Regions from separate parts of the Anas platyrhynchos genome. Here region 2 is linked to region 1. The links are chromatin contacts, called in public Hi-C maps. All regions are on one chromosome and are shown on one strand. The core of a region is the stretch at or near the end of the contact, and the rest is flanking DNA. Distances in the headings are between cores, read along the strand shown. Region 1 overlaps USP6NL (USP6 N-terminal like). Region 2 holds the start of USP6NL (USP6 N-terminal like).

The links. A called contact is a pair of places that touch in the nucleus more often than the background predicts.
Region 2: a contact with region 1 is called in a Hi-C map of subcutaneous adipose tissue, with 2.4 times the contacts expected there. The contact joins the promoter of USP6NL here to the enhancer-like site in region 1. A contact is called at or near these places in 6 of 8 Hi-C or Micro-C datasets (F1 follicle, F5 follicle, liver and 2 more).

What each region holds. Positions count from the first base shown.
Region 1 is chr1:6,382,954-6,389,539 of IASCAAS_PekinDuck_T2T, reverse strand. It overlaps USP6NL (USP6 N-terminal like), which reads left to right. Exons shown (of 15, transcript XM_027460736.3): 5 at 2,667-2,706. Among named protein-coding and RNA genes, the nearest start is that of USP6NL, 76 kb to the left of the region's middle. Within about 2 kb of position 3,584, at least 1 of the 8 cell types and tissues checked has an H3K27ac peak or open chromatin away from gene starts, as enhancers often do. A contact at or near this core is called in subcutaneous adipose tissue, where this site is marked.
Region 2 is chr1:6,459,590-6,466,335 of IASCAAS_PekinDuck_T2T, reverse strand. USP6NL (USP6 N-terminal like) reads left to right here and starts at 4,163. Exons shown (of 15, transcript XM_027460736.3): 1 at 4,163-4,340.

The sequences.
Region 1 (6,586 bases), core at 2,335-4,834:
TTATGGAGCAGCCCCGGGCAAGGTGCTCCTCCACTCCCTGCTGTCGTCCTCCTGCTCAGCTGGAAGCAGCATCTTGGGGAATGAAAATCAGGGCCGGCGTAATGTGCTCCCATGGCATTTCGATGCCTGAAGTGTGTGGGTGCCTGGTATTAGCACACAAGCAATGTGATGATAAATTTGCTGCTGGGTTAATACAGCCAGGCAGTAGGGGATCTGCTTGCCGGGACAAAGCACATCCAGCTTTGCTTTCTATTTGTCCTTCTGAGGTTATTTAAAAGCTAGCAGAGAGCATTTCCATAATAAATTATTGTCAATTGTCCGTTCCTTTGTGAGAAAATGAGATTGGAGTAATTTCTCATGTGATTACTTTCTGTGCCAGATTAGAAAACGGGCAGCTGAGCTGTCCAGTGGTTCCAGTTCAGCAGAGCAGGAGCTGGGTCCTGTGTGGGTATGCAGGGACCTGGAGCCATCAGCTCGGTGCCTGACATGCTGGTGACAGCACCAGGAAGAAAAAGAGTCTCTTGTACGGGCAGCCAGCTGCTTGTGTGACCTTGCATGGCCATGAAGAATGCAGTGCCTGTGCTCCTCTTGCTGCCTCAGTGAGCCTGACTCTTCTGGTAGTGTAGCTCAGTTGGAAGGGACCTTCGAAGATCGTCTAGTCCAGCTGCTCGTGCATGCAGCCACGGGGATCACTCAAATTTAGCGTGAGGAGAGGAGAAGAGGTCATTAAAGAACTGAAAATTCAAAGTGAAGTTTGAAAGACATAGCAATCTTCGTAATTAAAAACAAAAAATTAAAGCAGATTAGCAAATACATTTTTTTTTTCTTCCCACTTGCTTATTATATTCATGTTTTTTCAACTTCTGTTCAGATTTCTAGGTGATATTTGCCACACACAGAGCCTGATTTCAGTTTGTTAGTTTAATTACATGGGGATGTACACAATGATGCACATCACATCTTCAGGTGGTACTAGATGTAGGCTTTTTCTAGCATGTTAGACACTGAGACTTTCATCAGTTTACATTGGGTTTTGGTGTTACTCTTCAAGAAAACTCTCAGATACTTGGGAAGTGCTTCAAAATGAACTGATTATGCTTTTTGCTGGTCAAAAGATAAGCTCTGCTGGTTTTTAAATTAGTTCCTAAGGTATGTACTGGAAACTTAGACTTGTTTGGACTCCAAAATTTGTTTTTTGTAGGCTCCAAAATGTTGATTTGAACAAGATTTTTCATTAGGTAAAGTAATTCAGATGTATTTCATTATTCAACTAAAACTTCTGAATTTGAAACTGCGTCTCTTAAGTCTTTAAATAAAATAAAATATAAATATAACTTAACTGTTTTGTGTTGGACTATTCTTATATTGGCTTCATCAACATAGGAGGGAAGGCAGATTTCAATTTCCATCTCAACTTCTGCAGTTTTTCCCATTAAGGATATTTTTCACCCTTGCACAGATTTAATACTGGTCTAAACTGGTGGGTTTTAGTGTCCTCACCAGAGACATCTGTGATGATGTGAGTAATTATTCTTTCAAAATATTAAGACTTAGTAAGGACTCTTCTTTTTACTCTTCTGTTTTTTCTTGTTCTTATTGGGAAGGATTTATTTTGTCCCTTTTAAAGGTGGGTTTTGTTGGCTATGTTATTTATCTGATCTGCAGAGCAGAAAAGGGGAGCCTTGCTGCTTAGATGAGCTGCTATGTTTTCAGGAGCTGCAGATGATGCATACAAAGGAAGGAAGTCTCATTTGGCATCAAAGCGGTTTAGTTACTTTTGATATGAAAAACATAGGTTTCTTTGATAAGAAAAACATAAGTTAGAGCCCTCAGAATGAAACTAAAATAATATAAAGCCAGAAAATATCTGATAAAAGGCTGCTTTTCAAGTTTTTTCTTCATAACCCGTCTTTTTAGTTAGGTTAAGAAGTGAAATAAATTTATTTTAAAATATTAATTAGATACCTACTAATAAAACTTTTTGTCACCTTCTCCCTGTTGATCAGAGTGAAAATTTTAAACTTAAAAAAAAAAAAGTTAACTCTCCTAAGTCAAGCAAAGTCTCTGTGCCTTTCACAGGGTGCAATAGAAAAGAAGGGAAAACTTTTTAAGGGGTATTTTAATTATTTTAATTATATGGTCAAGTAAATGAAGCTGTTTAGGTTAAAAATGCACGGAATGGAGTTCAGATTCTCAGGTTTGGGAATAGCTGGATTTCTAAAAAATAAAGCTGCACACAAAATATGCAATGGTTTGAAAAATTTTCATTAAAACAACTTTTAATTTAAAATGGCTGTGTATGTTTAAAGAAAATTCTGGTTTCAGGTTGAGTAGTACAGCCCAGGGTGCTTTAACAGAAAAATTATTATGATTATGATTAATTATTGTTCTGGTAAAGTCCTCTTCCCTTGAAGTTCTGCAGTGTGTTCTGATTTAGAAGTTTCAATATTAATTTTATTTTTTTTACTTAAAACGTGAATCTTATTGTGTTTAAAAACTAAATTCCAAGGGTTCCTGCGTACCATGTCATACCTGTCTGAAGCTGAGACTTCTTGTTTACTCGTTCATTACTACATATTGCTATTATAGAAGATCACTTGTAATGTGACATGGACAAAATGATTTTTTTTTTGTAGATTAATGTGAATTTTTTTCTTTGTTTTCAGTCCAGAAGAGCTTCCTGTCCACGATGCAGCAATAGAGAAGGTAAGTTCAGCGTCCTCCAGTTTTTTAACTAGGAAGCGAACTCTTACAGATTCATGATTTTTTAAAAATATAAATTGTTGTGAAATTAGGAGATGAAACGTTTTAGTGATTTGCATTCCTGGAGAAACATGATGGAAGTCCCAGAAGGCCTGTGTCCCTCGAGGCCTTGTTAACTAGCCTCCAGATCCCTTGGGGGCCCACACGATAATGTCATTACTAGTTGCAGCAAGACATAGATTTTCCTCACCCATCATGTGATCGAGCTATTTACGTTATTTATTTATGTAAACAGAGCTATTTAACAAATCCTGCCCGGCCCTGCCCTGACCCTGACGGGGACCCAGCTGGCAGGCACTTGTCCGAGGTGAGCAGCATCATGGCAGTGCCACAGCTGTCGTCAGCTGCACTGGCCAGGGGATTTGGCCAAGTGAGGTGGCACCTCTGGTGCTGAGGCATCTGCTGCCTTCCCCTGGCATGTGCAGCTTGCTTTTCTATAGAAACAGTGACGGGTGACCTGGATGTCACTCACTGCAGCGTGATTACAGCCTTGTAATACTGAGTTGACAAGCCAGGGGTGTTGTAGATGTATGTGTAAGACCCATCAACAGGCAGTGCAGGCCACAGTCCAAAAGGCCTCCCACTGTGGGAGGATGCTGGAGGACAAGTCTGGGAGCTGACCTTTTGATTTTATTGAGCTTTTATTAAAATCATTGGGAACCAAGTATCTGCTTGTCTGGGCGTAGATGTGTGCCTTTCAATACTGTGGGCATTTTCTGTCAGTCCCCTTCTTATCTCTAGGACTTGATCAGATTCGTACTGATCTGTATCACCAGAAAACTCATTGTGAAACGCTGAAAGCTGTAAGTTTAGTCCTCTCTCTTGGCTGCACAAATCATTAGTGTTTGGAAGAGGGGTGGAGTGACTTGTCTTAAGGAAGCTCAGCTCTGAGGACTTGGAGCAACATTTCCATATGTGAAGTACTTTGAGCTTCTGTGGAGAAGCCAAAAGGGGATCAGTACGGGGCTAGCAAGAAGTGTTTCTCAGAAGTGAACTTCTGAGTCCCTTTTGTTTTTGCAGCAGTTCAAGTGTATTTCTGCACACGCAGCCTGAAATAAGTTGCATTTTCCTGCCATGTTCCATTACATTTAATAACACAGTAAGACTATATATAATTTCATTTCCATCAGGACACAGCAGGGTGGTGAGCCTATGAGCATAAACATTAGACAGCTTGCAATTATTGTGGTACATGTGTTTTGAAGCTCTGTTTCGCTGTGACTATGTTGTTAGCCTTAAATTATTGGGTGAAAACAGTGTCTCAGTTCTTTGTCCCATATTTTATTCATGCTGTCTCAGACAAAATGTCAGCATAGAAACTGTATTTATTGAATCAATGTTAAGTTGCAAACCTAGTTTCTTTTTATAATCGTGCAGTAATGCTCCTGTGTTAGACTCCTGGTTGTACTCCTGATGATATCCTGACCTCTGCTGGTTTGAGGCTTATCTGCCTTCTATCAGTGGTGGTTGAGGCTTTGCTATTTTCAAATACCATTCACAGGACAATGAATGTGTCATGTTGATAGAGGCTAACACTGGAAGCTTTCTGTGCAATATCTGTTAAAGTTTTTGCTTTTTTTTTGCTTTAACTTTGAATTAAAACCAAAACAAAACAAAAACAACACAGAAAACATGAGTTCCTAACTCATGCTTTGATTTAACTTGCAGCTTAGCTAAAGGGTTGTGCATATCCTTGTGACTTTTAAATCTCCATTCTTCATATACATCCTAACGTCAAGCTGAAGCTGGGGTTGTGCACACGTTTGTGCTCATGTTTTTGCCTGTAATACTTTTAGAATAGGTGTTATTGCTGTGAATGCAGTGTACCTTTGATGCTTTGTTTACCTCGCTGGGCATTTGATGACTTAAATGTGCCAAGCCATTGTCCTGCTTTATGAACTAATCTTCATGTGAATCACACAGCACATCTGAGCTAAAGCTAGGGGAGGAAAGATGAACCAGAAGAGAAAGGCGGACAGGGAACTGACCTCAGGAAATCTGGAGTCTGTGTCAGACTGTTTATGAAGTGCTATGAAATGCTTTGTAAGGCATTTTCAGTGCTGTGGGTTTTTTGTCTTTGATTTACTTGATTGTACATCAGAGAGCAGGTCCAGTGAGTTCTGGTTTTGTTGAGGCTCCTGCTGCAGCCTTGCTGTAAGGCTCAGCTCTAGCACGCTTGCCATCGAGGAAGGAAGAGCGCTGCACAAAAGATGCAGCCAAAAGTGCTTGCCAGCAGAACTTCACGCTTCGTGTTCTCATTAGTGTATTATTTACTGACACGAGAGTGAGAAACCTTTTCTTATTCAGTCAGGGATTCTGTTGTTCCCTATGGCAAGAATGCTTCAAAGTGGATAACGTACTCAGAAGAGAGATAAATGGATTTTTTTTTTGGTGACAACTACATGGAACTTGCCTAAAAGAGCAGCAGCAGCAGCCCTCTATTCTGCAATGAGCTGCTTCAGATCTATTCGTGTATTTGGTGGCGCACCTGCTAGACATGAAAGTGAACATAATTCAGCCTTTAAAAAAAATAGCTAAAAGTTCTCAACAACTGAACACAGAAAAAATAATTGCTATTTTGAGTACGGCAGCATTGCTTGAGTACTGGGATAAATTGACACAGAAGGCATAAAAGCTTGAACAAACATACAATTGAAGTGAGCTTCTGGCTCAAAAGACCAAAAATCTTGAAAGTAGATCAAACATGCAAACAAAAAGACTGTAGGAACAGGTAGATTTTTATTTTTCTTACCAATTATCTAAACAACCTGTTGAGGGCAGAGACCTTTTCTAACTTGACAGCAGTGTTATTCGAGCAGTGGAAACTACGCCTAGAGACCATCTACCTCTGATATGCTAAAAATGCTGATTTCGTACAGAGGTTCAGAGTGTGGAAGAGAATCAGAAGCAATAACGTGAAACCTATCAGATTTGGGAAGCAGTAGTTTTTGTACGGTTTCCTTCTAACCTAACTCTTCAGAAAGGGCTTTAAATATTATTTGAAAAAATAAGAAGTGCTTGAGACTTTACTAAATACAGCATGGAGCCTGAACAAGAATGTGAGCAGTTGATTGCAACGTGAAGAGCTAGATACGTAAGATTGAGATGGTAGAAGCAATTATTTCCACCTAACTTACACTTCTGTTGGACGGGTGGAAATAAAAGTAACTGTTCAAATAGCAACAACAAAACACAAAACCAAAACCCCTTTATTTCCAAGATGTTTTATGGACTGAATCAGGGTTGGGATGGATCTAAGCAGTCACCAAGTTGCAGTTCTGTTAGTTGAAGGCTTTGTGATCCTGGATTAAACATTCCTTTCCCATTTTATTGTGTTGGTAGACAAGAAAGAATACATAAAATCTGATGAGCAGTAAAAGCGAGAAGTACATTTAGAATTCAGTTGAGACTATAAGTAATAGTTTTCATTTATGTTATCCCCCACACTTTAGATATAAAGTATTAATAAGTTTCCAGTGTCCTGCAGAAATTACTCTGAATATTCTTACATCGATTTATCGCTGACCATATGAATCAGAACATCCTTCCTGTCTTACCAAGAATTGACGTGGAGGAGCTGGGCTTTACCAAACCCCAGAATATTCAGGTTTGACGAGAAAGCAGTAACCACAGACAAGTTTTCTGCTTCAGCTTTTTCACTGTTCCTGGAAAATCCTCAGCTCCAAGGCATTATGCAGCAGTTGAAATAGTTTCATAAAAAACAACCTCACTTCCCCCACAGACATCAGAGTTAATAGTTAGCTTTCTAGAGTAATTAGGGAGATGTAGCCTTCTTTACAGCGTGTAAAACTGGGCTGTAAAA
Region 2 (6,746 bases), core at 2,914-5,413, 76 kb before region 1:
GGACAGACAAACCTCTGCCTCGTGCGTCATTGCTGCAGAGCGGGCTGGTGCTAAGCTCCTGTAAACATCTACGACAAGATCAAGCAAGTGATGGACCGAAAGTAACACCTGCAGCACAGACACCAAAACTTTCATTTGGGGGAAAACAAACAAAAGCAAAAGCAGCAGGTGGCATAACAGCTGAGTACGTTTAATCTTATAAAATATTGATGCACTTTACTGCATGATACTGGGAAGAATAGCCATCTGGCACCTATTGTTCATAGGCCTATAAGCACTTCATATCAAATCAGATATTTTGAGTGATAGCCTTTGTAATGATGAGAGTAGGTTTTAAAAAGTGACGAGCCTCAAAGGTTGAACAGGGAACTGTTTGAATTTGAGACTAACAGACAGGTTTGGGTTTGTTTGGATACCTGCAGGAGCTTCTGAGCCACTCACTCTCTGGGGTACGTGGCTGTGCATAAATGGTTTATATTTTGACTGACACAGAAAAAATATCAACTCATGCCTTAAAAATGATCTGTAGGCAGGAGTGGAAATGCCATATGCTACGGAAAATATGTTGAGTTCCTGCACCACAGAAGCTAAGCCAAACCTATACAGCACAAACACAAATTGAATAGGAACAGTCCCACACCAGGTTTTAACATTAATTTAGGACCAACCTACTACCTGCTGTCTTTTGAGTCTGCAAAATACCTAATTTTGTAAAGTAAAAGCCATTCTCTTCAGGGCAGCACTTGTGTCCTTATATGAACGTGTAACTTTAGCCCAAAGGTGTTTAAGGACAGGCCGCTATAGCAAAGTACTATGCTCCAAAACTTTCATGGACTTTTAGACTTCAGTTGCCAATTCAAAGCCTACGTCTTTATTTTCAAAGCCATCAGCATTCTGAACACTTGGTCTGTCGGGGATTAAAGCTCCATCAATGAATTGTCGAGGCAGTTGACAGCAAAAGATGTAGTGCTATCTGGAGTCTGATCGCTACCCAGACACACTGCGAGAACTTAGTTTCTCACCTGAAGTGGCACCAATACGCGCGCTGCCTGCAGAGCCGAGCATGTTCTGACGACTTGTGAAGCCCAGGAAGGAATTTGGATGGGTCATCAAATTCATTCCCTTGTCCCAAGGCAAGATTTGAATCTCACCAGGCTGATTTAGCCAGGAATCCATTGATATAGCAAAGGCAGGCTGCAGGCGTAACTAACAGAGAGAAATTTATCTCAATGAGATGTTGCAGTTGGTTCCTATCATCCCACACATATGCTTTGTGTTACGCTTAATTTTTGTAAATGGTGTTTTATGGAAGAGAATGGGTTTCATAAGCTTCATAGCTAAAAAAAAAAACAAAGGGCACGGTACATTGAGAAATAATTGCTGATGAAAATCTCGTATTTTTTACATTATGAATTCTTGTATTCCTTTGAAGTTCAGTAGGATGGATTGTGATGTTACAAGGAATAGGATACTTTATAAGGGAATGCCACTATTCTGTTCTTTTATCTATGGCTTTATGGTATTGCTGCCAAATAATGTCAGTGGCCATGCAGAGTGCTTGGCATCTTACGCCCTATATCTTAAGTGCGGTCTTGACAAGATGAATCATTAATTTGTGGGGGGTAATTTGTGAATATCTTTATTTCTGTGACTCCAGTCACGAATGTAGGTGGCTAGTACAGCATCTGAACTTAAACACAGAGCAGGTCAGCTTTTCAGGTAGGTAACTGGACGTTCCCTGACATGAACAGATACCCCAGCTCAGAATGTAATTCAATGGAGACATCCAGACTGTATCATAGATGGGAGTCTGCAAAGACAGCAGAGACACAGGCAATGCCTCTTGCACGTCCATGAAATGCCCCATAGACTTTTCAGCATTATAAATAATAACGATTGCATATACCTTCACAAAGAACCCTAATAAAAATGGAGCATTGCTGGAAATGCTATCACAGGATTCGTATGTGGGAGTAGTGATAAAACAAGTATGATATCACTGTCAGCCGCTTGGAAAGCTGCGATTTTAGAACCGTTCCACAGCCTAGTTGTAGTATTACAACAGGAAACAATGAGCATATGGGAAACAAAACCGATGATATATAGTTTGAGAATGTATGAAAGAGAGGAGATGGTTTCGATGAAGTAGAGAGCTCCCTGTGGAAGACATTTATCTTAACTAATTAGCCATTTGGGGAGGAAACAAATCCCTAGCTTGAAGAAAGCTAAGCATGTTTTTATATTCCAACAGCTTCTAAAGTTTTAAAAAAGACAATTAAGACTTTAAATTGAAAGGACTCATATCCAACCACAGTGTCCCTCTTGGGATTTATGGATGCTGACAGGCTAGTTAATCGCTATTACTTTCTGAAATGTACTGCAAAGCAATAAATGATTCATATTTTCTACTATTACACCTCCTCAGCACAAGAAGAGAGGAAACATTTAGACAAAAGTGATCCAACCTGCTACTGTCTTGCTACTGTCTTACTACTTTTAGACATTTTCTTCTACATAAAATGAATGTCAAATGCACATACACAGCTCTGTACATTTGCTAGATTCTCAGAGACCATGACGTGTTGGCATGGGTATTTGCCATTTCAGGGGATCCTACTTTCATTGTTCAGGCTATTTTTCCTCCAGAATGAGACAGAACTCTGAGGACAGAGAGTCTATTAAAAATGTTAATATCTGTGGAAAAGATTTAGTGATCTCAGGCTAGCCAGTCAATAATTACTCAGCTCATCTAATCTACCTCGGAATAATGGAGCACTGCTTTCTCCAGCTCGTCGTGAAATATTCTTGTATTACATACTTTAGTAAAAATTAATGTCAGAAGGTGCCAGCCCCCACAACTCATAGTGCAAGTTGTCTGGAACTGCTTATTTTAAAGAGTTTGTCTTTAGTAGATTATGCTAAATTCCTTGGTTAGTATTTGAATAGAAAGCATTTAAATGTAACTATTACACAAACACTGGTTTGTTTAAAACATTCAAAATATTTACCAAGTGTCGCTTTTGTTTGTATCATTACTGGATGTCTTTTAGTACTACATTTTAATTACTGTTTATTTAATCTGTATTTCTAATGTGAAATCATATTTTATTGCTACTTCAAATTCCCTCTTCACCGCAACGCTTTCTTTTTGCTCCAAACCAGCCTCTTTCCGGTAACCACTTCACTGTGGCATTTGAGACATCTCAGAGCGTAAAGCAGCTGTCACATTTCTCTGCTTCTTCCCGTCAGGTTTTGTTTGTAACTCAGCTGAGCGCCCCATGCAAAGCACGGCATGCATACGCATATGGTGCCTGCACGCCCTGAGTGGGAGGACTCCGGCATGGGAAGCTGCTTAAGGAAGGGGTTGGGTTGGCAATGAGGAGCCATTTCTGCTCAGAAAGAGCAGTCAGGCACTGGGACGGGTTGCCCAGGGAGGTGGTGGAGCCACCGTCCCTGGGGGTGTTCGAGGAGAGGTTGGACGTTTTGCCTGGGGACATGGTTTGTGGGTGACAGTGGTGGTAGGGGGGTGGTTGGACCAGGTGATCTTGGAGGGCTTTTCCAGCCTTAATGATTCTGGGATTCTAAGATCAAAGCCATCTCTCTTTTGATCTGAGGTGCAATGTGCAATCAGGTTATCAATTTTTTCTACTTTTATGCACGGGCTTGTGGAATTCACCCATAAAGCTGTATTTCCTATCAGTATCCCATGGTAGTGGCTCATCAGAGAGAACCAAAAAAGGGATGGAGTTTTAAAAATGAGGGTCTTGGTAACTTGGGCAGCACAGCCTAATTGGTAAGATGGAAGGGCAGTGGTCCTGCTTCATGTTTTCCACCTTTATTTCTGAGATTCCTCCTCACGCCCAGTGCCACACCAAGGCAGCGGTGCTGGCAGAGCAGGTCCTGGCTTGACCCTGGAGCCAAACCCCATAACCCCACCACCTTTCCCACCCCGAAACCCCCAAATAACCCAGCCGAGGGCCACCCCAATTCACCACCCGACCTCCCCGACCCCTCTGCTTCCAGGGGGGCTTCGCTGAGGACCCCAAAACGGCTGCAGAGGGAGCGGGGAGCGCGGCCGGGGCCGGGCAGCTCCGCGCCTCGTTGCGAGCACAAAATGGCGGCGGCGGCTCCGGCTCTGCCCTGAGGGGACGGCGCCGGCCGGGGAGGGGAGGGGAGGGGCGGGGGCGGGCAGGGTTTCCATAGCGGCGGCCGCCGGTGTCACACCGGGGCGCTTCCTGGTCGGAGGCCGCCGAGCTCCGGGGCAGCGGAGCGGGAGAAGGAGGAGGAGGCAAGGACGGAGGCCCCCGGGAGAAGAAGGAGAAGGAAGGCGGCGAGCAAAGGTAAGGCAGAGCAAAGGTAGGGGCGAGCCGGCCATTGCGCGCCCACCCCCCCATTTCCCGAAGTGGACCCGGCGGGGTCGCTGGGCGGACGCTTCCATTCGCGGGGCGGCGGGGGGGGGGAAAAACTGCGGACCTCGCCGTTGAGGCGAGCGGGGTGGGACTGAAGTTCCTCGAGAGCCCGGGGGGGAGGTGGGTGCTACCATCCTCCCCCGCGGGGGGACCGCGCTGAGCGCACCCCCCCGGCGGGGTCGGGAGGTGGAAGAGGCGGGAGCTGGCTCCCGTAGGGGACTGAGGTGCTGCGGGCTGTTCCATTCCCAAAGCGGGGGGGTCCGAGTGAGGCAGGACCCTACTATTCCTGCCCGGGGGGGCGGTGGGCATCGTGAGGGGAGCCCTGTGGGGCGGGCGCCATGAGGGGGGTGGCTGAGGGAGCCCCACCTGGAGGTGTCCCGGGGGCTTTTTGTGAGCTTTTAGTGAGGCTCCGGGGCTGTGCAGGGGGAGGAGACCCCCTAAAGTGACCCCTCAGCTTGGTGAGGGGCGCGCAGCCCTGTGAGGGGCTGTGGTGGTCGCCTCAGCCGCCGCTGTGGGGTCGGAGGGGGGGCTGTGAGGGCACCCTGAGGGGTGTGGGGGCAGCCTGAGGGGTGTGGGGGCACTAAAGGGGGTCGGGCAGCCCCTTGGGGCTGTCACCACACAGGGACTGACTCCCTGAGGGCCTCTGTCCTGTCAGGGTGTCAGGGCCTGGGTGCGCTGTGAGGCCGTGCTGCCACCCAGGGCAGGAGCGGGGAGGTTTGGGATGGGCAAAGTTTGGGTGTAATGGGACTTCTCGGCACTGCTGCTCATGTACCTGCTGCCTCGGCTGCTTTTCGTAACACCTCAGGTATGTGGGGAAGAGCGCCAGCCTCAGAGCCGCAGTCCGGTGCAGGAGGGTCCTCAGCCCTGTGAGCGGCTTTCCACCAAACTTCGGGCTCTGTGACCCTCGGTCTGTGCTGGGACTACCAGCAAAAGGAGGAAATTATCAGATGTTTGGCGTCTCTGGGCGATGTGTGTGGTTGTTGCCTGCAGGAAACCACCGCAGTGATTGAATGGCAATGGGAGCGAGAGTCAGGTGGTGGCTGAAAAAGCTGTTGCTGAACTCGTGTACCAGCCCTGAGCCTCTACACACCGAGAGTAACTTTCTCTGTGCAGCTTTCTGCTTGGAGCAGGGGGCTGTGCAGAGAGCTGTCTATTAGTACAAAGCTCATTTTTAGCTTTCACTGAGTCAAAGTGGAACAAAAGTGTGAGTCTGCCTTGCTCACGCTGAGCATATTTTGTGGAGGCTCAGTTCAATGAGAACACTTCTATTAACTCATTTCTCTGTGTGGTTACTTAGTTTGATGCGGAGCCTGCAATCTAGGGCTGCTGCGTGACAGTCGAAACTCAAACTCTCGCAGGCATGTGTGTGTTAGGCACGGCGGCCAATCAGCAGTGCCTGAAACCAAAAGCAATTCGCTTGGACGCTTTGTAGTGTAAATATTCCTGCAATGAACAAAGGGGAGGGTGTGCCCTTGTGCTTGTTTCGTTTGTGTTTCTCGGTGCTTCCTCATTTGTGGCCAGTCAATGATTTGGTGAAGGTTCTGAGACAGCAGCAGCCCGACTTTGTTGGGAACGTTGCATTCTGGCTGTAATGGGCATTTTACTCAGCTAGGATGCTCAGAAGCAAGGTGCGATGATCAGAATTTTTATTGTCTTATTTTGCTAATAGCTGTGCTGTTAAATGGCTTAGTCTTGCTTCTTTGTAGCTTCTCTTGCTACTGATTATAACTTTGGAATTAATTCAGCTGGGATGCAGTGGAAAGTCAGCATTTAGCAGAACTGCCTTCTAACCAGCTGTTCATTTGCCCTCAGTATAAGCATGGACACCAATCATTTCAGACTTAACGTTTTGCCAGCCAGCTAGCTCTAAAGCTTTAAAACACTTGCTTCTGAAATCTCTGGATCTGTTTTCTTTGAGGGGCACTAACGTCTTGGTTTAAAGAAGAAAGTAAAGGACAGTAAAATGCTGCTTTGTGCAGGCAGGCTCCATGTAGATTGTTTTGTCTCTTGTGCGTGCACGTGTGCTGTAAAAACAGTGCAGTCACATGCTGTTCCTTCAGTTTCTGGGTCTTGGGAATCGGGAATATAAATGTTTAGTGTTAGCTCCTTTAGTATCCAAGTTAAATTGCTGCTACAGCAATGTACACACAGACTTGACTTGGATCTTTCACTGACGAATTAAAGGGAATCTCTTTCTCTGGAAAGAGTCACTGTACGTGGACTTAAAATATGCCGTAACTTTCTTTTACTCTGGTTTATACTTGTCATACTGAGAATATTGGGTAAAAAGGGGACCTAGCATCAGGTGTGGAAACAGATAATTGAACGTGTTATTAA